Regions from separate parts of the Mus musculus genome. Here all the other regions are linked to region 4. The links are chromatin contacts, called in public HiChIP or PLAC-seq and promoter capture Hi-C maps. All regions are on one chromosome and are shown on one strand. The core of a region is the stretch at or near the end of the contact, and the rest is flanking DNA. Distances in the headings are between cores, read along the strand shown. Region 1 holds the start of Braf (Braf transforming gene). Region 2 holds the start of Bpgm (2,3-bisphosphoglycerate mutase). Region 3 holds the start of Dennd11 (DENN domain containing 11). Region 4 holds the start of Creb3l2 (cAMP responsive element binding protein 3-like 2). Region 5 holds the start of Mrps33 (mitochondrial ribosomal protein S33). Region 6 holds the start of Cnot4 (CCR4-NOT transcription complex, subunit 4). Region 7 holds the start of Tmem140 (transmembrane protein 140).

What was found. Promoter capture Hi-C pulls out the DNA fragments that hold promoters and counts their contacts. HiChIP or PLAC-seq counts read pairs in DNA pulled down with a chosen protein or histone mark. Capture Hi-C pulls out chosen DNA fragments and counts their contacts.
Region 1: a promoter capture Hi-C map of pre-B cells shows a contact between it and region 4, with 4 times the contacts expected there. The contact joins the promoter of Braf here to the promoter of Creb3l2 in region 4. A contact is called at or near these places in 2 of 39 promoter capture datasets (liver and pre-B cells), 1 of 484 Hi-C or Micro-C datasets (CD4 T cells), 1 of 115 datasets of contacts at active chromatin or transcription factors (thymic regulatory T cells) and 1 of 9 other capture datasets (liver).
Region 2: a contact with region 4 is called in a promoter capture Hi-C map of pre-B cells, with 4 times the contacts expected there. The contact joins the promoter of Bpgm here to the promoter of Creb3l2 in region 4. A contact is called at or near these places in 2 of 39 promoter capture datasets (liver and pre-B cells) and 1 of 9 other capture datasets (liver).
Region 3: a promoter capture Hi-C map of liver shows a contact between it and region 4, with 3 times the contacts expected there. The contact joins the promoter of Dennd11 here to the promoter of Creb3l2 in region 4. A contact is called at or near these places in 1 of 39 promoter capture datasets (pre-B cells) and 2 of 9 other capture datasets (adipose tissue and liver).
Region 5: a promoter capture Hi-C map of pre-B cells shows a contact between it and region 4, with 4 times the contacts expected there. The contact joins the promoter of Mrps33 here to the promoter of Creb3l2 in region 4. A contact is called at or near these places in 2 of 39 promoter capture datasets (liver and pre-B cells), 1 of 484 Hi-C or Micro-C datasets (CD4 T cells) and 1 of 9 other capture datasets (liver).
Region 6: a contact with region 4 is called in an H3K27ac HiChIP or PLAC-seq map of embryonic stem cells, with 4 times the contacts expected there. The contact joins the promoter of Cnot4 here to the promoter of Creb3l2 in region 4. A contact is called at or near these places in 4 of 39 promoter capture datasets (the 3T3-L1 cell line, hippocampal neurons, liver and 1 more) and 3 of 115 datasets of contacts at active chromatin or transcription factors (astrocytes, cardiomyocytes and embryonic stem cells).
Region 7: a contact with region 4 is called in a promoter capture Hi-C map of liver, with 3 times the contacts expected there. The contact joins the promoter of Tmem140 here to the promoter of Creb3l2 in region 4. A contact is called at or near these places in 2 of 39 promoter capture datasets (liver and pre-B cells), 1 of 484 Hi-C or Micro-C datasets (CD4 T cells) and 1 of 9 other capture datasets (liver).

Annotation. Positions count from the first base shown.
Region 1 is chr6:39,723,771-39,726,905 of GRCm38.p6, reverse strand. Braf (Braf transforming gene) reads left to right here and starts at 1,443. Exons shown (of 22, transcript NM_139294.5): 1 at 1,443-1,799. The coding sequence starts at 1,611.
Region 2 is chr6:34,475,016-34,478,231 of GRCm38.p6, reverse strand. Bpgm (2,3-bisphosphoglycerate mutase) reads right to left here and starts at 1,876. Exons shown (of 3, transcript NM_007563.5): 1 at 1,810-1,876.
Region 3 is chr6:40,434,415-40,437,412 of GRCm38.p6, reverse strand. Dennd11 (DENN domain containing 11) reads left to right here and starts at 1,278. Exons shown (of 9, transcript NM_001356375.1): 1 at 1,278-1,555. The coding sequence starts at 1,288. It also overlaps a transcript of Wee2 not described here.
Region 4 is chr6:37,440,531-37,443,771 of GRCm38.p6, reverse strand. Creb3l2 (cAMP responsive element binding protein 3-like 2) reads left to right here and starts at 1,624. Exons shown (of 12, transcript NM_178661.4): 1 at 1,624-2,073. The coding sequence starts at 1,972. It overlaps Gm33318 (predicted gene, 33318), which reads right to left and starts at 1,262. Exons shown (of 3, transcript NR_166917.1): 1 at 739-1,262.
Region 5 is chr6:39,809,602-39,812,894 of GRCm38.p6, reverse strand. Mrps33 (mitochondrial ribosomal protein S33) reads left to right here and starts at 1,959. Exons shown (of 3, transcript NM_010270.2): 1 at 1,959-2,031.
Region 6 is chr6:35,131,886-35,135,137 of GRCm38.p6, reverse strand. It overlaps Cnot4 (CCR4-NOT transcription complex, subunit 4), which reads left to right and starts at 1,401. Exons shown (of 12, transcript NM_001164413.1): 1 at 1,401-1,636. Gm33046 (a long non-coding RNA gene) reads right to left here and starts at 1,607. Exons shown (of 5, transcript XR_868974.2): 1 at 1,436-1,607; 2 at 568-890.
Region 7 is chr6:34,861,242-34,864,627 of GRCm38.p6, reverse strand. It overlaps Tmem140 (transmembrane protein 140), which reads right to left and starts at 1,482. Exons shown (of 2, transcript NM_197986.3): 1 at 1,288-1,482.

The sequences.
Region 1 (3,135 bases), core at 194-2,693, 2.3 Mb before region 4:
CAACAATACCCCAAAACCCCAACAGTTGTGTTTCAGACAAAATCAAGGAGGAAGTGTCCCTTGCCTGGTTGTTGGCCCTATTTTAGTATGCTTAGACATTATGTATTTATGGTTTTTAAAAACTGCCTTAAACTAGCATAGCTTGATAATATAGTCTCTATCTGTGATCATCTCCTTCACTCGAATCTGTCAGATCATCTTCTGACTTAAATGTAGCTCTCAGGGGAATGTCCCTGCTTGGAAGAGAATGTACAATGTCATTGGCAAACACAGAATAGCTATTTGATTGGTGGCATTTTTTTTCAATACACAAGAACGTAATGCTTTGATTCACCAAGCAGCCACACGTGCACTGCTTACCTTGAAGCAAAGCATCAGTTGCCGGGCCTGTGCTGATCAGACCAAATAGGCAGACATCCTATTGTCAGAAGCTTTCTACCTTTCAACTCATCCTAAATGCAATAAAGAGGTTGGTGGCGACCATCCCCCTTTCCATTAATAGAAGTGCACACACAGACACACAGACAACTCAACTCAAGAGTTAAACTGGAAATTCCTGAATAGTGTTGGTAGCTTCTGTTTTTCACTCCTGTTTTCTCTTTTTCTTAACACACTTCCTCTCTCCATTATTTCCTTCTTTGGTTAAACGTACTTTAACCATGTAATTTACATAAAGAAATTGGGTTTAATTTCTGCAACTTGGGCTTCTCTGAGATGATTTAATTCTCTTCTCCCAATTCTTTTTTTCATATACAGTTTGAAGAGAATGCCTTGGATCAGTCAGGATCTACAAAATATTTTAAATTATTTTCTTTGGAATAAAAATTAGCTATGATGCATAAGATGTCTAAAATGGTCATGTGTTCTCCTCAGGTCCTAGTGCATGGAAGGAGCCAATTGATAGTAAATGACTGAAACTAGGCAATAAATACCCTGAAGACCAGCTTTAGATTTTCATTTATACTTCAACAGATCAAGTCCTTTAGGGACAGGATACAAACACCATACTGAGAATTTAGCTGCTCCAAGACAGTTCTATGAAATTTGGCTTGGCTGATGTTTCAACCTTGGCGTTTAAGGTCTTATTTTTATGACACCCAGAGCTTCTTTGTAACGGCAGTAATAAGTACTACAGACTTTCCGGCCTTCTTCCCTCTAGGATTTTAACTTCTTTAAAACACCACCCCCTGCTCTTCTAGTAAATCCCACATGACAGAACAGGCTGAGAAAAAATAGGAAGCCGGAGCCATGGAAACTGTGCGGGTAGAAACGTGTGAGCGCGAGGGTGGTTGGAGGAGAAGGAACACTCCCCTGGCGACAGCGGCGCGAGGGTGCTCCTCGGATGACGTCACGCACCCAGGTGACGTCACGACCGTGACATGCGGGTGACGCCGTTGCCGCGGCGACTCCTCGTCGTCTCCGCCCCCTCCCCCCCCCAAATCCCCTCAGGCTCGGCTGCGCCGGGGCCGCCGGCGGGTTCCAGAGGTGGCCTCCGCCCCGGCCGCTCCGCCCACGCCCCCCGCGCCTCCGCGCCCGCCTCCGCCCGCCCTGCGCCTCCCTTCCCCCTCCCCGCCCCGCGGCGGCCGCTCGGCCCGGCTCGCGCTTCGAAGATGGCGGCGCTGAGTGGCGGCGGTGGCAGCAGCAGCGGTGGCGGCGGCGGCGGTGGCGGCGGCGGTGGCGGTGGCGACGGCGGCGGCGGCGCCGAGCAGGGCCAGGCTCTGTTCAATGGCGACATGGAGCCGGAGGCCGGCGCTGGCGCCGCGGCCTCTTCGGCTGCGGACCCGGCCATTCCTGAAGAGGTGAGTGGCGGCGCCATCCCCCCCCAGTGCTCGCGCGTCAGGGGCTCGGCGGGCCAGTGTTTATGCGAGGGACCGAGGCAGCAGAAGGAGCCCCGGCAGTGCTTGGTAGCCGGCGGGGAGGTGGTTATCGGCCGAGTGTCCCCCTCTGTCTTGTAGCTCCTCGCTACGTAAACACACACGATGGCCCAGGGGGGTTCCCCGGCCCCCACCCAGATGGGATTGGGGCAGTGGGGGCAGAGCTGGAGCCTTTTCAGAGGGGGCGAAACTCTGGGTTGGAGAAGGTCACGCCTGGCTGAGGCTTCCAGCCCTGCATCCCTGAGATGTTTTCCTTTTTGCTAGCCGGCAGGGACGGCGTCGAGGATGGAGCTTAGTGGCCAGGGCAGTACCCCTTGGTCCCCTAGCCCTAGGAACCGCCGTGTGCGATTACTCCCTGATCCTGGGGATGACGGAGCGCATCTTTCCACTCTCCTCACTATCTTCCCTTTGCAGGCCCTTGTCCCCTTCCCACTTTGCTACTTGTTTGGGGGATTTTTCTTTTGACCGGTTTTTGCCCAGGGGATGATTTTTTTTTTTGGTGTAGTCTTTACTTTTTCAGCCCCAAATTTTACTGTTCCGAAGCTTTTCCCATCCTGGTCTCTGATCCCCGAATAATACTGTTTGTCAGTGCTCCCTTGCTGACCCGTAAACCTCTATCCTCATCCACCACCCCGCTCATTTCTCAACTGTACCTACTTGCTTCTAACCTTAGTTTCCACGGAAGAGCATTTTTGCTCTTCTCTTGCCCTAGTCCCCTTGAGTGCCTCTACTTCATTCCACTGCACCGTCACCTTGTAATCCGTTGTTATCTTCACAAATCCTTTTGGACACTTTGCAAGCTATTCACTCCCTGAACCCCAAAGCTGTCAAGATTCCATCAGGTTTCACTTGGCCCTTTGCTCCCTTGCACTGCTGGCAGTTTGGGTTAGTCTTTCAGTGCACATACACACCTCAGTTGATATCCTTCGTGGGTTTGTTTGTTTGTTTGTTTGTTTGCTTGCTTGCTTGCGTGCTAGCTTGTTTTTAGTGGGTTTAAGTGATCTGGCTCGCTCCCATTTTCGTCCCATCTTTCGTGTTTACCAGTCTTTAGTACTTGGCTTTTGGTAGTCCTTGTATCATTCAACTTATTACATTGTCAAATTACCTAATTTATTCTCTTTTCTCTGTATGTAAAACTTACTACATTTACCATTTGGGCACTGTATCGCATAAACAATACCATATCTTACAAACAATTGGCTAGAATACGGTATTTTACAAACAGTTGTCGAGAGTGACTTGTTTCTGTTGATTTTACTTG
Region 2 (3,216 bases), core at 627-3,126, 3.0 Mb after region 4:
GGATTACAGGAGCAAGGCACCATGCCCAGATGTCAATCCCTTCGCTCTCTTTCTCCAAACACCGCCTCACGCTTGGCTTCAATTCCAAGAACATCCGAGAAGCCACCAGTGCAAGCATGTTGCCCTCTGTTCTCTAGGCATGCAGAGTTAGATGCATGGATTATGAAGTTAGATGTACCAACCACTTCATAAAGTGAAACAACCCTATTAATCTCACAAACCATAAAAGGTGAAGAGGAAGAGAAACTTAACACAAAATAGCCAAACACTTAACAGTTGCCTCTGAGTAATGAGATTAAAGATGACAATTTTGGGGGGCTATACTAGATTTCTATACTCTCCTTTAAAAAAATATTTTTTTTACAATGATCTGGTTAGTTTGGTTCAGTTTAAATATGGGCACAAAAGAATATGTCCTTGAAGCCGGACACTTTTATTTGCTATAGACTTCATACAGAGGTCAATACAGTGAGAGTTTCCTTGTAGACATGATAGTGAAAAATTGTCTAATTATCTTTAATTTTACATAGCCTTTAATAAAGGCATGGGCCTTAGAAATGTAACTTCTGCCTTTTTAAACGATGTGGAAACTGGGCTGGAGAGATGGCTCAGTGGTCAGGAGCACTGGCTGCTCTTCCAGAGGAACTGGGTTCCCTTCCTAGCACCTGCAGGGGGGCTCATAGACATTTGCTCCAGTTCCGGGGGGGGGGGGGTGGTCCATGGACACTAGGCGTACACAGAGTACACATACATACATTCAGGCAAAAAAATCATACACATAAAACAGTCTTGAAAAAAATGTGAAAATTGGGCTGGAGAGATGGCTCAGAGGTTAGGAACACTGCCGGTTCTTCCAGAGGTCCTGAGTTAAATTCCCAGCAACCACATGGTGGCTCACAACCATCTGTAAAGTGATCAGATGTCCTCTTCTGGTGTGTCTGAATACAGCTACAATGTACTTATATACATAAAATAAACAATTCTTTTAAAAAAATGTGAAAATTCAGTTTTACAGACAAACTAACACGACTTTTATTATAGAAACGTTTGTACCTGCTGCTGAAATGTAACCATTTACTTTTTATTTCCTCCCGAAGGCGTCGGAATTCTGTTAGTTAATATTCTAGAACCATTTCCCCCATTCACGGGCTATAAACCCTTCCTAATTTGGGGGGGGGGGCTCCATCCTGCAAAGTCTAATAATAAACTTCATTACAATTTTGCATTTCTTTTGACTTACTGTAGTGAAATACTTGCTCCTACCCCTTAGCACAAAAAGAAATGACACTTTTTGGCCATGATAGTGGTGGTCGGGCGTGCACGCGTGTGTGCTGGGGAGGGGGTAGTGTTCCCCTGAACCCGGAATATGGTTCCTGAGACTCCTGAATATGCAACAACCTCTTTGCCTTCCATGATATTTCCCCCCTTAACTTACACTTTTAGGATCAAGGTCTGCCTTCGCCCTACACCTGCTTCCTTCCAGTGAATCCACTGGCTAAGACAAGTAGCCACACCTGAGCTATCCAGGAGGTAGAGTTTAACTTTGCTAAGCCACCATCACTACAGCTCTGGGTTCACACACCATCACTCCAGCCGACAGAACTCACTGTTCCTGAGAGATGCTCGCTGAGAAAGGGCCAGCTGAGAGCTGGGGTACTCGGGAGGGTCTCGCTTGAAGCGGGCATCAGGTTCCCACCAGATACTAAAGCCGGGCAAGGTAGCAACCGGCCTTCTCACGATAGAACAGCAAGCCACTCATGAAAGAAAAGAAATCCTCACAACTGTAACAATTACAACGAAGCCACTCACCTGCAAGGAAACTACCAGTAGCAGCCGGTCCTCGGTAACGCCGTGCTGCAGACGCCAGTGAGGATTCATCGCTACAGCCGGCATCAACGCTCTTTTGTAGCCTAGAAGCCAAAATGGTCAGAACCGATAGCGCTGGGTATTGGAAGACAGAGTTGTCACTCATTCACGGCCCCGCCCTCTGGCCAGCGACCAGCCGGAGGTTCTTTCCGGTTTCTCAAGTCCCTGGGGTAAGAAGGGAAGCTATGATTGGTTTAATGAGGAAACAGACGCACGGATAGACCAATAAGATGGTAGTTTCGGACATAGGCAGGCGGGCTTTAGTCGTAGAGACCCAAACCCCTGAGCATCGCCGGGGCAATGTTTGTGGGCTGCTAGCTTTGCCGTCCAGAGACCTGTTTGAAGTTCTCGAAATTGAAACACACCTGCTGTGAAAAGCGGGTCAGCAGATGAAGGGATACTTCTTCTAGTTAACGGAAAATTTCAGGTCCTACCTAGGCTGAACCCGGTAGATCCTCACGAAAGCTTGTTTGGCACGCCTGTGCGTCGAAAACAGAGATTAAAATGAAAACCTTTAAAGTGTCCTATTTACAGATAGTCGCTCATTCTTACTTTCTCCTAACATTATGAAGAGAAGAGAAGCGAATAATAGGATATCCTAAAAGTACAAGAAGGGCGAAGAGGTTAGAAAAGTAGAAAATGGTACACTACAGTTTCTGAAATTAAACCTATGAAAATGCCAGCTTGTCACTCGGGTCTGGTACCAGAGCTGGAAGCTACTAAGCAGGCTTGAACTACCACACAAGGTCTGAAACGTGTGTCAAAACGTGAATGAGAAAGATAAGAAATGTTATGTGTGCCTGAGCAGACGGGAAAATTCCCCTTCTTGGTTTCTGAAAGCTGTTCCACTTAGTGTCTTCTGAACTCACCTAGTTAATTCTATAAACAAGTCCAATAAGTTTGTGACCAGCTAATGGGTGCTCAGATCAGTTATTTAGGATGAAAATCTTGACACACCATGAACTGGTGTCATGATGGCCTGCTTGTAGCAAGCTGTATGTCCCATTTATGCATTTTAGCTCATGATAGTTGCAGCTACCCCTTTCTGAGAGAGCGTCTCTCAAGGACAGTGAGTTCTGTCGGCTGGAGTGATGGTGTGTGAACCCAGTGCTGTAGTGATGGTGGCTTAGCAAAGTTAAACTCTACCTCCTGGATGGCTCAGGTGTGGCTACTTGTCTTAGCCAGTGGATTCTCAGGTCAGAACAGCTGGAGAAGGAATCTGCCCAATCGTACACACCTGCCAACCTGTTCTTCCTCTTCTTCATGAGGGCAGATGGACCAGAAAACATTTCCGCTGCCCTGTAGTATCAAAGCTTTCTCCTCAGGAAGGGTAACGGCAGCCATGCAAAA
Region 3 (2,998 bases), core at 29-2,528, 3.0 Mb before region 4:
TGTGCCTCAGTTTCTGAAGTAGTGGGCTTTGTTGTCTGGCCTTCAGAGTTTGTGCAAAACTCAAGCAGATGTGCCCTTGAATTTAAACTGGATTGTGCCCTAGCCCTGGCTTGGACTGTACATTCCCCAGACTCCCATTTCAGTAATTACTCCATTAATTGAGTGAGGTAGTCACTTAACATGTCTTTAGGGGATGGGGGTTAGGGTGAACTAACTAATGATGATGACAGCAATCACTACTTTTTGGTAAAACGTTTTACTGTTAAGGCGTGAGTCACATATTTGGAACTAGCAGCAGCTGTGGGTAGGCAGTCATTGATGATCCTCTTGGGAACAGGATCAAAGCAGGGAGACCTGGGCTTCACAAAGTCCCTGGAGTTAACAGGTAACACAAAAATTTTACCAAGTCCTTGTCAGAAACATGAGGTGAATTCTATCTAAAAATAATTGTCTCTTGCTATCTTATTTTTTTCATAATTTTAATGGATATTTCTTATGCATACCTCTAAGTTAGTCACCAGATTTACCCCCTTCCAAGAACTGAGAAATTCAAATTTTTATTTGTAAATATTCAGAGGGAATTCATTGGCAATCCTTACTTACCAAAGCCACAGACAGGCTTAAGGGCTGCTTTCCTACTCACTTTTTCCTGCTTATTTTAATGTAGAATGCCCCCCACCCCCACCCCAGCCCTCCAGCTTAATATCTCCAAACTGCATATATGCAAGGAAATAAATTAATGATCACTATCTCGACCAGCCTGTTATATAAATAAAGTTAAATGCCCAATGGCAACCTTACAGTCCTTTTGATCTTGATTTGTGTGTGTATTTGAAACACTTGGGATGTCCTCTGCTTCACTTCCTGACTTGGAGGCAGTTTTCACCAAGCTCTCGGGATTATATAATATATGTGCTCCGCTCCATAATGGTGACGTTCAAAAATTCACAGTGGAATCCTAGTTGGGAAGGCTCTTCAACCCACGCGCAGGTGACAGACTAAGGGATGCGCGTCCTGCACCCTACACTATGGATCAAGAGCACCCACATACAGAGATGCAGAGCTGAAGCCCGGACCAGGCCACGGGGCGCTGAACCCGTGCGGGCCACCTTCCAGAGCTCCGGGACCAAGCAAGTGCGCTGGTGTCCGAGCAGGGGCAGGTGTGGCCAAGCCCAGCGGGCACCCAGAGAGCCTCCGCACCGCAGAAAGCGGCAGGGCGGGCAGGCCCGGAGGGGAGTGCCCGCAGCCTGCCCCGCCCCTCGCGCCCCGGCTCCGCCTCGCCTCGCCATGGTGGAGCAGGGAGACGCGGCGCCGCTGCTGCGCTGGGCCGAGGGCCCCGCGGTCTCTGTGCCGCAGGACCCCGCGCTGCAAGCTGGAGGATGGGTCCGGGGCGGCAGTGGGGAGGGCCGAGTGGCCGCGGAGGCGCCCCGAAGGCGGGAACCCGACGAGCCAGCTCCCCCCGAAGTGCTGCTGCAGCCGGGGCGCCTAGAGCTAGGCGACGTAGAGGAGGACCAGGTGGTGGCCGTGTTCGTGGTCACCTTCGATCCTCGCTCCGGTGAGAGCCACTTAGGGATGGAAGGATTGGGGGGGGGCGGTGGGGGAGACTGCACACTGGGTTTCGGGGGCGCGGGGGAGGGACTCGCTGCGCACGCACTCGCACCCACACACCTGCATCCCTCCCTGCCCGGGGGTCCCGGGGCACGGGGGCGCTGTGTCTCCAGACTGGAGCCGAGGGATCCCGGGGGCTTTGTTCCGCCCCCTGCTCCGTCCCGCCGCCGCTCTCAGCTCCGCTCCGCCGCCTAGTCGCCGCTCTCCTATTTGCTCCGCTTCAGTGCGGGAGGATTGGTTTGCGGCAGCGGGCACATTGGCTTTTGTTTTCTCTGTTTTCCTGCTGGGCTGAAAGGTTCTTATAGACGCCGAGAGGAAGACACCCCCCCCCCTCCCGCGTACGTCGCCTCCCACGAGGGTTCAGAACGACCCTGCTCTGCGCCTGCCCTTGCTCCGGATTGCTCCCTGCGCCGTAACTTTCCCAGCCGCCTAGTTCACTTTCTCCGAAGGCTTCATTTTTAGGAATTAACGTGAGAGCGTTAGGGGATGGGGCTGGAGAAGCTTTCGCTGGCAGGCTGCCTTTCTGGGAAGACTCACTGGCTGTGTCACACCGTCTCTACCCTAGCCACCCACTCCGGGGTGGGGAGTGCGTTGCAACAGTAGGCGGTTCCGCGAGGGGATAAAAGTGAACGAATGGCTGTGGGCTCCAGCTTAAGGCATTGGAATCCCCCAGCTGCTTATTTGAGGAAGAGGAATGCTCGGATGCTTCTTCCTCGATTTCTCCTTTGAGCTGCTAGCGTGAGGAGCTGGTGTTTGTGAGGGAAGGATGGTTTTCTTCCTTCTGGAAGTTCCCAGCCAGTCTTCCAACCCTGAGAGGATGGATGGGCTAGGAAGAAGAAATAGGATTATGTGCCAGGTACTTCAGAGATGATGGATGCTGGTGGCTTCTAGGGTGGGTGGCTTAACCATGGTCAACGATTCTGAGCCAGCAAACAGGCTCCTTACAAAGGCGAATGCCCTATTCCTAGCGGCAGGACTTGTGGGAAGAACTCAGCCCCCACCCCCATCCCGTCTACTTGTTGCCTTATCCCACAGTCTTTCAAACTTTTCTGACTTTAACCTGCCATATCGAATTAAATTTGCATCACAACCAGAACATTCAAACTAAGGGAAGCCCGAGTTTCCTGATAGGAAACTCAGTATTGGCCCCCTCCGTGCTTATTAATGGTCATCACACATACTGCCCTGACTCATACAGTCAGGATTTGTGCTCAGGTAAATCGAGGCAAGCTTGAGAGTCACCCGAGGTTCAGAACTGGGAACGAGACATTAATGGCTTTCTGACTGCATAATGGTAGCTGTCTGGTGATAGAGTCTAGGGAAAGGAGGGGGGAAGGAAATCTCACACTAGTCACAGGTAGAGCTGATAAAATGGATTATCGATCCATTA
Region 4 (3,241 bases), core at 375-2,874:
AGAGAAACCCTGTCTCGAAAAACAAAAACAAAAAAATGTGTGGCTGTGCAGTGGTGGTGCTCACCTTTAATCCCAGCACTCGGAAGGCAGAGGCAGGAGGGTCTCTGAGTTTGAGACCAGCCAGGTCTACAGAGTGAGTTCCAGAATATCCAGGGCTATACTGAGAAACCCTGTCTCAAACATAGATGGATGGAAAGATAGGTAGATAGATAGATAGATAGATAGATAGATAGATAGAAAGAATAAAAAGAAAGGTCTGTATTTAAATATTAAAATAGTCTCAAAAGATCCTAGGCTAGACAAGCAGACTCATTTTACATGAAAAATAAAAGTTGCTTAAAGACAGTGTAAAGTTCTGAGACTTCTGTCTTCACACAGCAAAACCACGCTCTGAAGAAGACAAAACTCTCTGTAGACCTGATACCTGACTGTCCCCTTGTAAGAACCACCTGGAACCACAGCCCTGTATGTAAAATGGTTAAACTATAGCCAACTAAGGCTGTTTCCATAAAAGGAAACCTCAAAAGGGAAGAAGAAAAATCACATTGGGGGAAAATGCTATAGAGCAGGCCTTTTCTTCTCTAAGGGGGTCAAAGGCTTAGATCTCTTTCCCAACACTCACTTTGGGGTGCATCTTGCAGCCATTAAAACACTTATTTTCCCCTAAGCCCCACTTCATCCACGACACTCAGGAGAGTATCCGTTACCTCTTTGACCAGTATCTGGAATAGTACCCACCTGGCCATCCTCTCATTTTTTTGCCTGGTACTCCATTGGGAATAAAAGATCTGTGAAGCAGGCACTAGTGGCATAACCGTGCAGTCCCTCCCAGCTCTCCGGAGGTGAGGCAGAGGGATCAGGAGTTCAAGCTCAGCCTTAGCTGCACAGTGCAGTTGAGGACAGCCTGGGCTACAGGTAACCTTGTCTCAAAAACAAAACAACAAAATCCTATGAATTTAAAAAAAAAAATTAGCCCTCTGATTTAGGACTTGGAAACGTGTGGCAAGATTGGCTAATGTCTGTTTAATAAAGGCCATAAAACTACATAAAAAGCTAGCAATGAATGTGTGCTAGAACTGTGATAATTCAGATTTCTGCTCACGTGCGCATTTTCATATATGTGGTGCATTCTTTTAAATCCAGACAGACTCACGCGACCTAAACTAATTTGAAATGTAGACAGCGCTTCAATCCGCTTGGTTTCTCTGAGGAAATAAACTCGCGAAACAAACCTCCTTTAAGCGGAGACTCTTAGGGAGGACACTGGGCGCGCACGCCCTCTCTTATAAAAATGTATTCTTGTCGCTATTTGATTGGTTGGCTCCTCCAGGTCTCCCTAGCTCATTGATCTATGTTTCAGTCGATCATTTCTAGACCCTAGCACCCTATTGGTCCATTGCGACGCTCCGGCAGGAGGCGTTCCCCAGTGACGTAAAAGACCCTCTCCGCCCACATTCCGAGGACTAGGCGGAGACTTCGCGCGACTCTCCCTCTGGGGGAGGGACATGGATGAGAAAGGGACTTTTGATACGGTATAGATGGCAAGACGGGCGTTCGATTGGTCACTGGCCTGGAAGGAGGTGGGGTCGCCTCTGGATCCAGGGGCAGAGCTCAAGAGCCCAAGGGAGTCTCAAAGTTTGTCTGGAGCCCTAGTGGGGAGTGGGCTTGTTGCGCGAGGACTTTCTTGGGATGAGCGCTGCCTTTTTGCCTTCCTTTTGGATGCACAGCCCGATTTAACCCCTGCACCTTCCGCCCGATCCCAGCAGGCTTGTCCTCCCCGGGGAGTCACAGATTTCCGAGGACAAGGGTCGCGTAGCCTTCGGCAGGGCTCTCCCGAGTTCCTGCTCCAGTGCATAAGTTCCACGCGCGCACACGCCAAGTACACGGGGAGAAGCGTCTCACCGGCCCGCGGCGGCTCTGCGCGGTCCCCTCCTGCCTCAGCATCCTCGGCCCTGCGCGGCGCCCACCGCCATGGAGGTGCTGGAGAGCGGGGAGCAGAGCGTCCTGCAGTGGGACCGCAAGCTGAGCGAGCTGTCAGAGCCCGGAGAGACTGAGGCCCTCATGTACCACACGGTGAGGACCCGTGGTCCGGGCAAAGGGAGTCGGGGGTGAGGAGAAAAGCGGGTTTTGTCACCAGCTGGGTCCTGGGAGGCAGCGTTTGGGGAAGGGCATGACTATATTAAGAGGTCTGGGGATGGGAGTTTTCTTCTATGAACACATTAAGGTGCACAGCTGGAGCCTTTAAACTTTCTTCCGAATAAGTGACCCTTTGTATTCCAAAGCAGTTTATAGTGTTTTCCTGTCGGTAGCTCCATTTCCTATTGCTAACGGTACAGCAATGCTGGGAAGCGACGTGTTTTGAGAATAATACCTCCGCCCAGTTATATTGATTTTTTTTTTAAAATGGTAAGGTTTGTAAAAAAACACACACAATACACACACATCCAAAATTTGGACAAGCTAATGTAGTATAGTCATCCCATATGTTTTTTGTCCCCATCCCATCCAGTTTCTTTACTTTCTTGTTTATAGCTTTAAAATGTTCGTGTTAAAAGCCTTCCTTCACCGCACGGGAAGGCGGCCGCCTCACTTGGCTGCTTCATCTGCACAGCCTCGAACTGCTTCCTCCCTTTTTCAGGGGAAAATCTGAGGCAACTGCATGTTTCAGAGAGGCTCTGGGGGAGAGGTAGGACAGCTCACCAGTTCCTTCCCCGCAGAGACCTCTTTGGAGACTCAACTGTCAGAAGCGTGAATCATTTAAAGATGTCACTTTCAGCTTTTTGCAAGAGAAAATCTTGTTTGTGATAGCCAGTGCTGGTAATGTGGCTTTGTTCAGAACTCTTAGAAGTTGAGAGGGAGGGGTGGGGGTGGGGGGCACTGAGGGACTGCTGAGGGACTGAGGTAAGGACAGGCTTGGCTGCATTTCTGTCTTAGTGCTGTTAATGGGGTCAGTACCAGGATATTTGAAACTTTTGCAAAACGGCCTGCAGGCTCCACCTCTTTGGCCTTTGCCACTGGCTGACTGTATTTTGGGAAAAGGGATGGGGCCTCCTGCTGCTTCCCACCAAAGCATTTGTGGTAGCTGAGAAGGTCTGGTTAAAAAAAGAAGCCATGTGTAGGGTTTAGAGGGAGTGGTGCTTCACTCTGGGGCAAAAGCCAGATGTTGAGTGTGATCCTGGTCATCTGGCCTTCGCCCTCTGTCTATCCCGATGAAATCTTCGGGTTGGGAGCCTAGGTTGCT
Region 5 (3,293 bases), core at 710-3,209, 2.4 Mb before region 4:
CCCCAGGTAGTTTTTGGTCAGTGTTTCATCACAGCAACAGGGAGGCAAACTAGAATAGAGGTCTTCATGTTTATAAAACATTGGTTTAAAAACAACCCAAACCTCCAGAAACAGAAAACACAAGTGAAAGTTCTCCAAGGACTGTTGCCGCCTAGGACACTGGGGTAGGTGGCTGTAGTTATGCATAGGACTTTAACAGCCTTGGTGTAAATGTTAATAAGATTGCATACTATAATGTGAGTTGATAACATATTAAAACTTGGCAAACACAAATTCTATAGGAGCAAAGACAATGTCAATTGAATGCCCTCCTCTAGATATAGAACTTGCTGCTGACTTGCCTCAATTCTAAAATCTATTTTACTGTATTTATGTAAGACTTTGATTAATGCTCAGAAAATAAGCACTCGTTTCTCAATCGACCTACCAAGCACTCAATAGGCACTGTATAGTAATCCCTATAAAAGGTGGCTCTATTGAAAGCAGATTTTGCAAGGAGCGAAATACTGATAGTGTTTCTGTTGTCAGTGAAAGGCTTGCCGAGGAGACATGCCTTTTTTATGAGAGGCGGTCTCTCAGCTCTTGTTTTTTCAAGGAAGAAATTCAGAGGAGACACACAGTGTAAGCAGTTTATCTAACAAAGCAAGCGAAGATTTCAAGGAGTGAGCTGTTCCAAAGAGAAGGGCAAGAGCACAGTAGATTCCCCGTCGTATTTTTTTTTTAATTCTTACATTTATAAAGTGGGTGTCATAGTGATAGAGTAGGGCGAGCCTTTTTCTTTCCTAAGTCACGGTGGGTCAGATCACTTTTGAAGGATATTTCTTCTCAGGATCCTCTAGAAAAGCTTATCCTGGCCAAGCCCACAATGAAAATAATATCGTAATGAAGTCATGGTCTCTGCAGGATGCTGACCCTTCACTGGTGCACACGTAGGCAAATACCCCGGTACCTTAGTTGTTGATGCGGTATGAGCAACCTATCTTCATTCCCAAGGACAGTCAACGGTAAAGGGCACTCTGACCCGCAGCTGACACAGCTGCGCAGATAAAGCTGCAGTTTTCTTGGCCCACATATCTGATTTCTTTTGAGATTGCTCAAGATCTCATGATTGATCTCATACTGTCCGTTACGATATTTTCTTGCTCCACAATTAAGACATCTTGCTTTTAAAAAACAATTGAGAGTTTATCATAAAAGTTTGAGTCTGGGATTGACGGCCCAGGTGTGTACCTTTAATCCCAGCACTCAGGAGGCAGAGGCAGATGGGTCTCTGAGTTTGAGGCCAGCCTGGTCTACACGGTGAGTTCCAAGACAGCCAATGCTACATAGAGAAACCCTGTCTCAACAAACAAAACAAAACAAAAAAAGAAAAGAAAAGAAAAAGGCTGGGGACAGAGTTTTACACTAGCTTATCCAAATGTACAAAGAGAAGCAGAACTTAGGCTATCTTCCAAAACACAATTTCTCTGTGTTACTGCTCCTGTCTATCTCCTATCCAAGAGTTCTATCCCTGTACCCCGAAAAGAGAACCACAGCTCAACTCCTTGATTGATAGGAACCCAACACGGTCAGAAAGACTCTGAGCTAGCATCAAGTATCTTTGGAACGCAAAGAGCATAAGCTCTAATGAAAAGAAAAATGAAACGTGAAGACAAAGGAAAAATACTGCATTTCATTCTATTATCACAGAGCAAGGAGCTTCAGCGAGGAGGGACTCAGCTCTGGCTATTCTCGACAAAATGATGCGTGTGGTCCCTCTAGAACCTTCCTGGATAGCCAAGGCTCCCCCACTCTCAGAACCACACCCACACAACCCGGCTTTCCTCGCGGGCGGAGGCCCTGGGCTCAGAGCGAGCGCGGCCGCTAGGTGTCGCCCGAGGTCCCGCCCCCAGGGAGTGAGAGTAGTTCCGGGTTGTCCGCCGACTCCGCTCTAGCCATCAAGCTTCCGCCTCTCTCCTGCTCTCTGGAGCTGGGAAGCAAGTAAAGGGGGGCGGGCCTTCCGGGGACGCGCGTGCGCGAGGTCAGGAGCAGGTAAGGCAAGCGGAGCGCTGGGGTCACAGCAGAGGGCGGCGGCGGTGCGGGCGGACCCGGGTCCCTAACCTGGTGGAATTGCCAGATCCAGTCGAGTCAGTTAGGGGCCTTCCTGGAGCTTCCACGTGTACCCCACAAACACCCGAGGCTTTCCCCTTATCCTGTGGGGAACTGAACAAACCAAAAACGCACTTCCTTTCTCCTAGTGAGCCCGCCCTCGCACTCAGTTTTGTGTGGGATGCGCCGGCGATATTTGTTGATTGTTATTTAAAATGCAGTTTAGATGATGCTTGGGAAAATGAATGACTCTACTACAGCTTCCAGCGCCGGAGGAGTGCGCGAATCAGACAGCGGAGAGTATGAGTTGTGCATGCTGAACAAAAAAAAAAAAATAAAGTTATCTGTTCGGAGGGGTTCATGCCCTGTGACCCAGTAAAATAATTGGTACCAGTTTTTAAATGCTCTGAGCACGTTGCTTCTCAGTAACAACTCGTATGCATTCCTTGGGTCGTGATTAGGCAGGCACTATGCCTTCAGCTTTCCTTGTCAGTCGAAACTCAAATAATAAGGTAAATTGTACTCCTGATGTTGATAATTGACCTACACTTATACCCACACAAGTGTACCTGCAAGCATTTTAAATAAATAGATCCATGAGAAAGATAAACTTATCTTTTTATGCCAAAAGGGGAAAAAAGAGTTCTGAATTTTCAGATGTGGGCTTTATGTGTTTTGCTTGACATATTTAAGTAATTTGGTTTTGCTTCTCATTTTCAACGGTTATTTTCACCTGTATTTTTCTTTCATTCACATTTAAAGAAACATGATATTTCAAAGGAACTAATTTGTGAGGCTGAAGAGATGGCTCAGTAGTTAATAGAGCATATTGCTCTTGCAGGATCCAGGTTGAGTTTCTAGTCAGATAACTCACAACCACGTATAACACCATTATAGGGCAGAGGTTCTCAACCTGTGAGTCACATATCAGATATCCTGCATATCAGATATTTACATTACAATTCATAAATTCATAACAATAGCAGAACTGCAGTTATGAAGTAGAAATGAAATAATTTTATGGTAGAGGGGTCAGCACGACATAAGGAACTGTATTAAAGGAACGCCGCATTAGGAAGATTGAGAACTACTGGTCTAGGGGAACCCTCTCCATCTTGCCTCCCTGGGAACATAGTCACACAGACCCACCCACAAATAACTTTTGTTTGTTTGTTTTTAATTTTTACCCTATTGTGTAACTCCTA
Region 6 (3,252 bases), core at 152-2,651, 2.3 Mb after region 4:
AGTTGAGTCATTTTTATGCCCCTCCCCCTGCCCCCCAACATTTCCTCTCTCTTACACCAAAGAAACTGGTCTGGTTGCCTTTTTTGTGGTTTTTTTTTTTTTTTTTCTGCCTCTAGACATGGTTTGTAGACCAAGCTGGCCTTGAACTCAAAGAGATACACCTGCCTCTGCTTTCAGAGTCCTGGCTTGTGTCACCACGTCCAGCGAGACTGAGACTTTAAAACTTCAATTTCTTTCCTTACATTTCCCTTTTCTGTTTTAAATCCTCCCCTTAAACCTTTTGCTTTCAGGCCTCAAGTGTGCCAGACTAGCGCCCTACCACTGTGTGACATCCACAGTCCCATCCTACGTATTTTAATCCTGGATTTGAAAACTTGGTTCCTTTCACTTCTCCAAACCCCACTACATGCACACACCCTAGAATGGGGACAGATTTGTGTTTTTGGTCTCTGTTGTATGCTCCCAGCATATGGCACTGAACTGGGTACCAAGGAGCTCAGCACTTATATGAATAGATGAAGAATATAGGCAATAAACAGAATCGACCGCTCCAGGAGCGCCACTTACACCAGAGTTCTGGGAGGCAACCCGGGAAGTTCAGTAAATTGATTTTGTTATTTAGAATTTCTCGGTGCTCGAACCGGCTGCGGTTGTATTATGTCCTTTGAGACGTGTTTACTTGTGCAGTTTGCGAACCTGACGCACACTTCTGTGCAGGCTGGAAGAGTTCTGTGCAGCCAGCAACAGTTTGCAGGTAAGTCCACATGCTTTCACATCATCAGCAACTCATGCTACTCTGACTGCCCGCGTTCTCTTGAGAAATGTGCACATGGCAATTCAGGTATTTCTTCACTGGCGATTTTCCAGTAAGGAGGATGAGCTCAGCTGTACTGGTGGTAAAGGACGTGCAAAGACCGGGAAACGAATTAACGCTCACTTTTCCAAAAGTATCAACTCCCCACTCTAGATCAAATCCCGCGCTCTTGCAATGCTCAACCTGATTCTACCACCATACCGCCCCCGTCAGATACCTATCTATGGCGGGCGGGGCAGAAAAAGACACGTCCTAGCTTCCTCCGAATCAGTTAAGTTTCGTAGAATTTTGGTTTCCTACATTTCAGCTAACATTAGTGAAAACCGCCGACCACATGACACAGTAGCCACACACGCGGGCAGAAGAGGAAGCAAAACAAGAAGAAAGCCGGCGCTCCAGTAGCCACGTGAGGAACGAGTTCCCGAGCGCCTTCTCTAGTGATGACTTCAATTCCCGGCCTGCCCCGGGGCGGTTACTATCGGAGGACTACAACTCCCAGGGTGCAGTGGACCAGTCCGCCGCAACCTCCCACTCGCCCGCCTGCCGCTTGTCCCGCCCCTCCCCCGCCCCGCCCAGCCGGATCGGCATGCGCCTGCGCAGCGGAGGCCGGAGGAGTCTTACCCTAATGTAAGATGGTGGCCCGTCTAGCCGTGGAACCCACCGAAAGCTGAGAGTCTCTCTCTCAGCCGTAAAGGTCGGACTCACTGAAGCAGTCAGGCCCGGTTCTGAAGAGTTTTTTCGCCGACTCTCGTTCATTGGTCTCCTGTGAGGACTCGGCAACGCGTGGAGTCGGCTAAGAGAAAAGCGAGGCAAGGCAGGCGGGTGAGTGTCTGCGGGGCTGGGCTTAGGGGAAACCCGGCGCTGACCGGCTACGAGAGAGCGGAGGCTTCGCTGGGACTGTGCAGGCCGCACCCCCCTTTCTCCCCACCCCCCCACCCCCGCCCGCCTCGTCTTCACCCTCCTCCTCCTCCTCTGGCTGCCTCCTCCTCCTCTTCTTCCTCCCTCTCCCCTCTACGCCACAGCAGTTATCACCAGGAAAAGGCAGCCGGGTTGGAGGCAGCGCGGCAGCGAGCGCCGGCTCTCCTTGGAGAATTTCTTCAATTGAGAACCCAAGAGGGCTTCTCATCACCAGTTTTCCCCGCATTTTTCTGGCAACAGTATCCTTAGGTCTTGGTCCTCCTGTTTCCCCAGCCTCCTTTCCCCTCTGACGTCCTTTCCTACTGGCCCCGGTCTCCCAAGCCAGAGCCATCATTTCCACTCTGACGGGTGCTGCTGCTCACTGCCCACCCGTCCTGCTTGGTGGGCTTTTTTGCCCCTTTTTGCCCCATCCCTTCCAGAAAGGCTGCTCTGGATCTAGCCTCTGCTCCCCTCTGGTGCTTGCAGTCAGCCCCCAGTCTGTCTGCCAGACCCGAGTTGATTCCGATGTGCAAGTCTCCTTTAACCGCATCTGTCATCTTAAAGCCACCTCGTGAGTATCTAAATCATGTTGCTGCTCCGTTGCTCCGTATAACCCACCTGTTTCTTAACCTACTTGAGAATTGTCGGTTCCTTCCCTCTTTCCAATGCAGACTCTTTGAGCACACACTCCAGGATAGGGGAGATGATGCCCCGTGTTGTTCCTTGAAAAGTAAAGGAAGTTAGGAAGTGAATGAAGTGAGTGGGAGACTATTAACGTTAAGAGAAAAGAGCTTTCTTCGGGCTACTCGGGAAAGGAATGTTTTGCTTTTTTGATCTTTTTGTTGCTCATTTGCTATCCTTTTTTACCCCTCTTTTCATTTTCGACCTTCTCCGTGCTACTCAGCATTCTCCTGAATTGCCATTCCTCAGGACACTTGATGTTGTCTCTGATTATACCCATAAAGATCAGCTTAGAATTTCAAAACCAGGTGAATCTAGCGCGCACACACACACTTCATCCCCGAACACCACATGCAAATAAATACAGATGGTATTTTGATTGTATGTGGGTTACAGATTCCTTTTGTATCAATTATTGGCTCCGTTATATTGATGTTTATGTTAATTGATAACATTTATTTGTGATGGGTGCAAATTTGACTTTTCCCCCCTCTCTTTTGATCTGGGAAATTCCCTCTTTTGACATTTCTAGGATAGGAGTTATCAGAATAAGTTGTATGGAAAAACACATTGGGTATGTATGAAGAGAAGTTGATATTTTGGGGTAAACTTAAATTCCTTTTTTTCCCATAGAAACTATGGGGGCTGAGAAAAGAAGTCACAAAGCTGAGCATACGCATGCTTCAATGGCACTTAGCTGTTATTACCTGTAGTAAGTAAGAGCTAGAAACTGAAGAGCAAGGGGTGGCTTATGGTCTCTACAGTAGAGTGAAAGCAGAATTGAAATGCACTAGTTTGTGTAATCAGGAGTTAGAGTATTTGCTATAATACACCACAGTGACATAAAGAATTACCAGAAC
Region 7 (3,386 bases), core at 233-2,732, 2.6 Mb after region 4:
CCCTAAAGACTGTAGCTAGCATCCTCAGTGACACTCCAGATGCCAAGACTGGCTTCCTAACATGGTGACTCTGACTCTAAGGTTTGTGTTTTTGGCCAAATGACCCACTTTTACCGCCTTACCCCTAGGCAGTATCATAGAAAGGATGGAGTACTACAATGTCAGGCATAACGGAGGTCAGTTGTGTGTTAGAATGGAGAAGCAGCTTTTAGGAGCCAATTCAAAAGCACAGGGGTGGTCAAGGCATCCCTAGACAGGTGCACAGGAGAGAGAGGAGGCCATGGGTGGTCAAGGCATCCCTAGACAGATGCACAGGAGAGGAGAGGCCACGGGTGGTCAAGGCATCCCCAGACAGGTGCACAGGAGAGAGGAGAGGTGGAGAAAATCAGTCCTGTGGTGTTTCCCAGTGAAGGCCACATTAAAATGTTCCCAGAATTACGTGCTGTTGGTGAAAAGTGAGATTATAGAGCAAGCCACCATAGCCTTAGTAATTCGATAATGTGGGGACTAAAATAGCAGCTTAGAAAACGGGATGTGTGAGGCCTTGCTCCAGGCGCTGACTCTCAGACCTGCGATTAGGAAGACCCAGAGAGGAGGAAATACTGAAAACACACTTCAGCTGTCTCTGAAAGATTTCCCCCCACCCCCCCGTTTTTTTTTTTTTTTCTTTTCTCTCCTATCCAACAACTTGATTTTACAGATTAAAGAAGTGTAATGGGAGTTATTAATCAGCCAGAAAAGATAAGAAAGGAAAGAAAAGAAAAGAAAAGAAAAGAAAAGGAAAGAAAATAAAAGAAAAAGAAAAAGAAAGACCTGTTTCAAGGGACAATCCCCCCTCCATGAGTTTCCTTTGGGGGCTGATATCAGGTCTTAAAATCTTTTATGTCCTATAATTCTCTTTTGGACAAGAACACAGATCTTTTCTTTGTGTTTTTCAAATCTTGGTATCAGTTTGGCTGTAGTGACATGTTTTTGTCTGCCTGCCTACTTCTGGAGAACAATGTGTCCCAAAGCCACAGGTATTAATGGTACAAGCTTCCTGAACACCAGGCTGCATGCAGCTACCTGTGTGTTTCTAACCATTTACAGAGTTTTTGAGGCAGAGATGCACACAGTGATGCTTACGAGCATGGGGGCAGGACAGAGGTGAAAGGTTATATCACTCTCTGGGGAGAGAGGAGGCCACCGACACCAAGCAAAGCGTCCCCCCTTGGTTTGTTGCTAGAATGTGGAGTCTGGGAACTTAAACACCTCTTATCCCTTGTGGAGTTGTGGGGGTGTACTTACAAAAACCAACGCTGGAGCCCAGGAACACTCATCAAAAGGTGACACAGGAAATCAGCGTCTGTCTGGGGAGTCGATCTTCTCCTGGGCTGCTTTCTAAAGTCAGGCTCCAGAAACCAGGGCAGAGGAGAGAAGCTGCAAGCAGACAGCTCAGAGCTCCTGGGCTCTGCCTGCACTCGCAGGCAGTCGCGTTCAAGTAAACAGCTCTGAACTTTGGTACATTTGTGCTGACTGATGTCACTCTCAGCTGATTTCACTTTCGTTTTTTAACTTGCCTGTGTCTTATGACTTTTCAGAAATGAAGAGTGTAAACAACTTGTTGCTCATGGGAGCACATGACCCACAACTGGCGCACCCTGCCTGAGCCAGGTGAGGGTCCCGATTTTACTGTGCGAAAGTTGATACCAGCTTCCAGACCTCCAGGGCATTGCAACTCTTAGAGAAACACGACCCAGAATCTTTCTAGGGAGGGACCTTAGTTCACATGGCCAAGCTTCCAGCCAGTGTAGCTCCTGGAACCTGGGTCCCCTCTTCTCATTCCTTTGGAAGGCACCTATGCCTTGGACTCTCCTTTCAAAACTCAACCGATGATCTTGACTGTGTCTCTAGATTGGAAACTTTGCCGTTAGCAAAGTTATATCTAACAGTTATAGAGCAACAGAAACACTGTGTTCCCATTTCAAAGTAAAAGAGAAAGAAAGCTTTTAGTCTTGAGATCGCAGGGAGGGGACTCTTGCCTCCCAGGCTCACATGATCTCTGCAGCTTCAGAACTGGGTGAGCTTGGCAAAGACAGTAGACAGCTCCCAATAGCGCTAAACCCTTGGCGGCTTTCTCTACTTTCTACATGACACCCTGTACCTAACTGGGTCTTGGTTCATCCCAGGGGTTCCCTTTGCCGCCATGCTAGGTTAGATTTCTTGTTTCTGGGTCCCAGGCTTTTCTCTTTTCTGCTGTATTCACTTTTGGTAGAATAAATTCCAGGTGATTTACTGAGAAATGAGGGACACCAAAGGTTTTTTGTTTTTGTTTTTGTTTTTTTTTTTAATTTGTCAAACTGATATCTTTATTCTATTCTTAAACTTGTTCAAAGTTGGATAGAGTATAGTGTTTTTCTTTAAACTTAATTTTCCCATGCAACCTGGAGGCCGAGTTCCATGTTGTCTGCCTTTCCCGTTGCTAGGAAGTTCAGAGCTGGTCTCCTTCCCACTGTTGTCCTTTCAGCCTTTTGCCTTTAAAAGAAAGTGCCATTTTAATGAGGTCTTGCAAAGAAAAAAAAAATGAAATATCAACCATTTTGCCATTTTCAACTGGAAGCCTAAGTCCTCCACTCCCACCCCACCCCCTCACCCCCTTTGAGACACCACTTTTGCCCCTGAACTTCCTCACACCCTACCAGACAAATTTACTCGGGGAGAGTCTCCGAGCCCTTTGCTCTGATGTCTGACTTCCTGAGACCCACTATCTGTGCTGTTCCTGTGGAGCTGCACTTAGGGACGCTGTTGCCTCTTTTGAATGACGTGGCTCTTCTTAGAGTACTGCTGGTACTCTAGACAGTAGTCTGATCTCTCAGCTTGATGATTCGCTCCCACGCGCATCTTCTACCTTATGAAGAAGCTGGGCAAAGGTGACTGGTTCCAGTATGTCCAGCCTGTAAGGTTGGGAAGAGTCTTTGTACTGTGGTTGGGCGGAGGAGCCAGCCGGTGACTCTAACCTCCTAGTTGTACGTGATTGGAGCACCTTGCCTCTGCAGCTTGGAGGGGGAGTGAAGGGAGAGAGGGAGTCACGGTGGCATGCCTCCTTGCCATTATTATGAGGACTTAGTACCTTTACTTGAGTGTGTTTTTGCTATGTTTGTTATGTGTGTGAGTGCTCACACACCACACAGACACTGTGGTTGTCAGAGGACAACTTGCAGTTGTTTCTCTCTTTCTGCGTGAGTTCTGGCGATTCACTTCACATAATGAGGCCTGGAGCAGGGCTCCTTTACATCCTCAGCTGCTCACTGGCCCTGAAATATGGAGCAGAATCTTAGCAGGGCTGATGTATTTGAAATGGATTCCAGAATGATGGTGCCTAGGCTTTGAAGTTGCCTTTTGTAAAT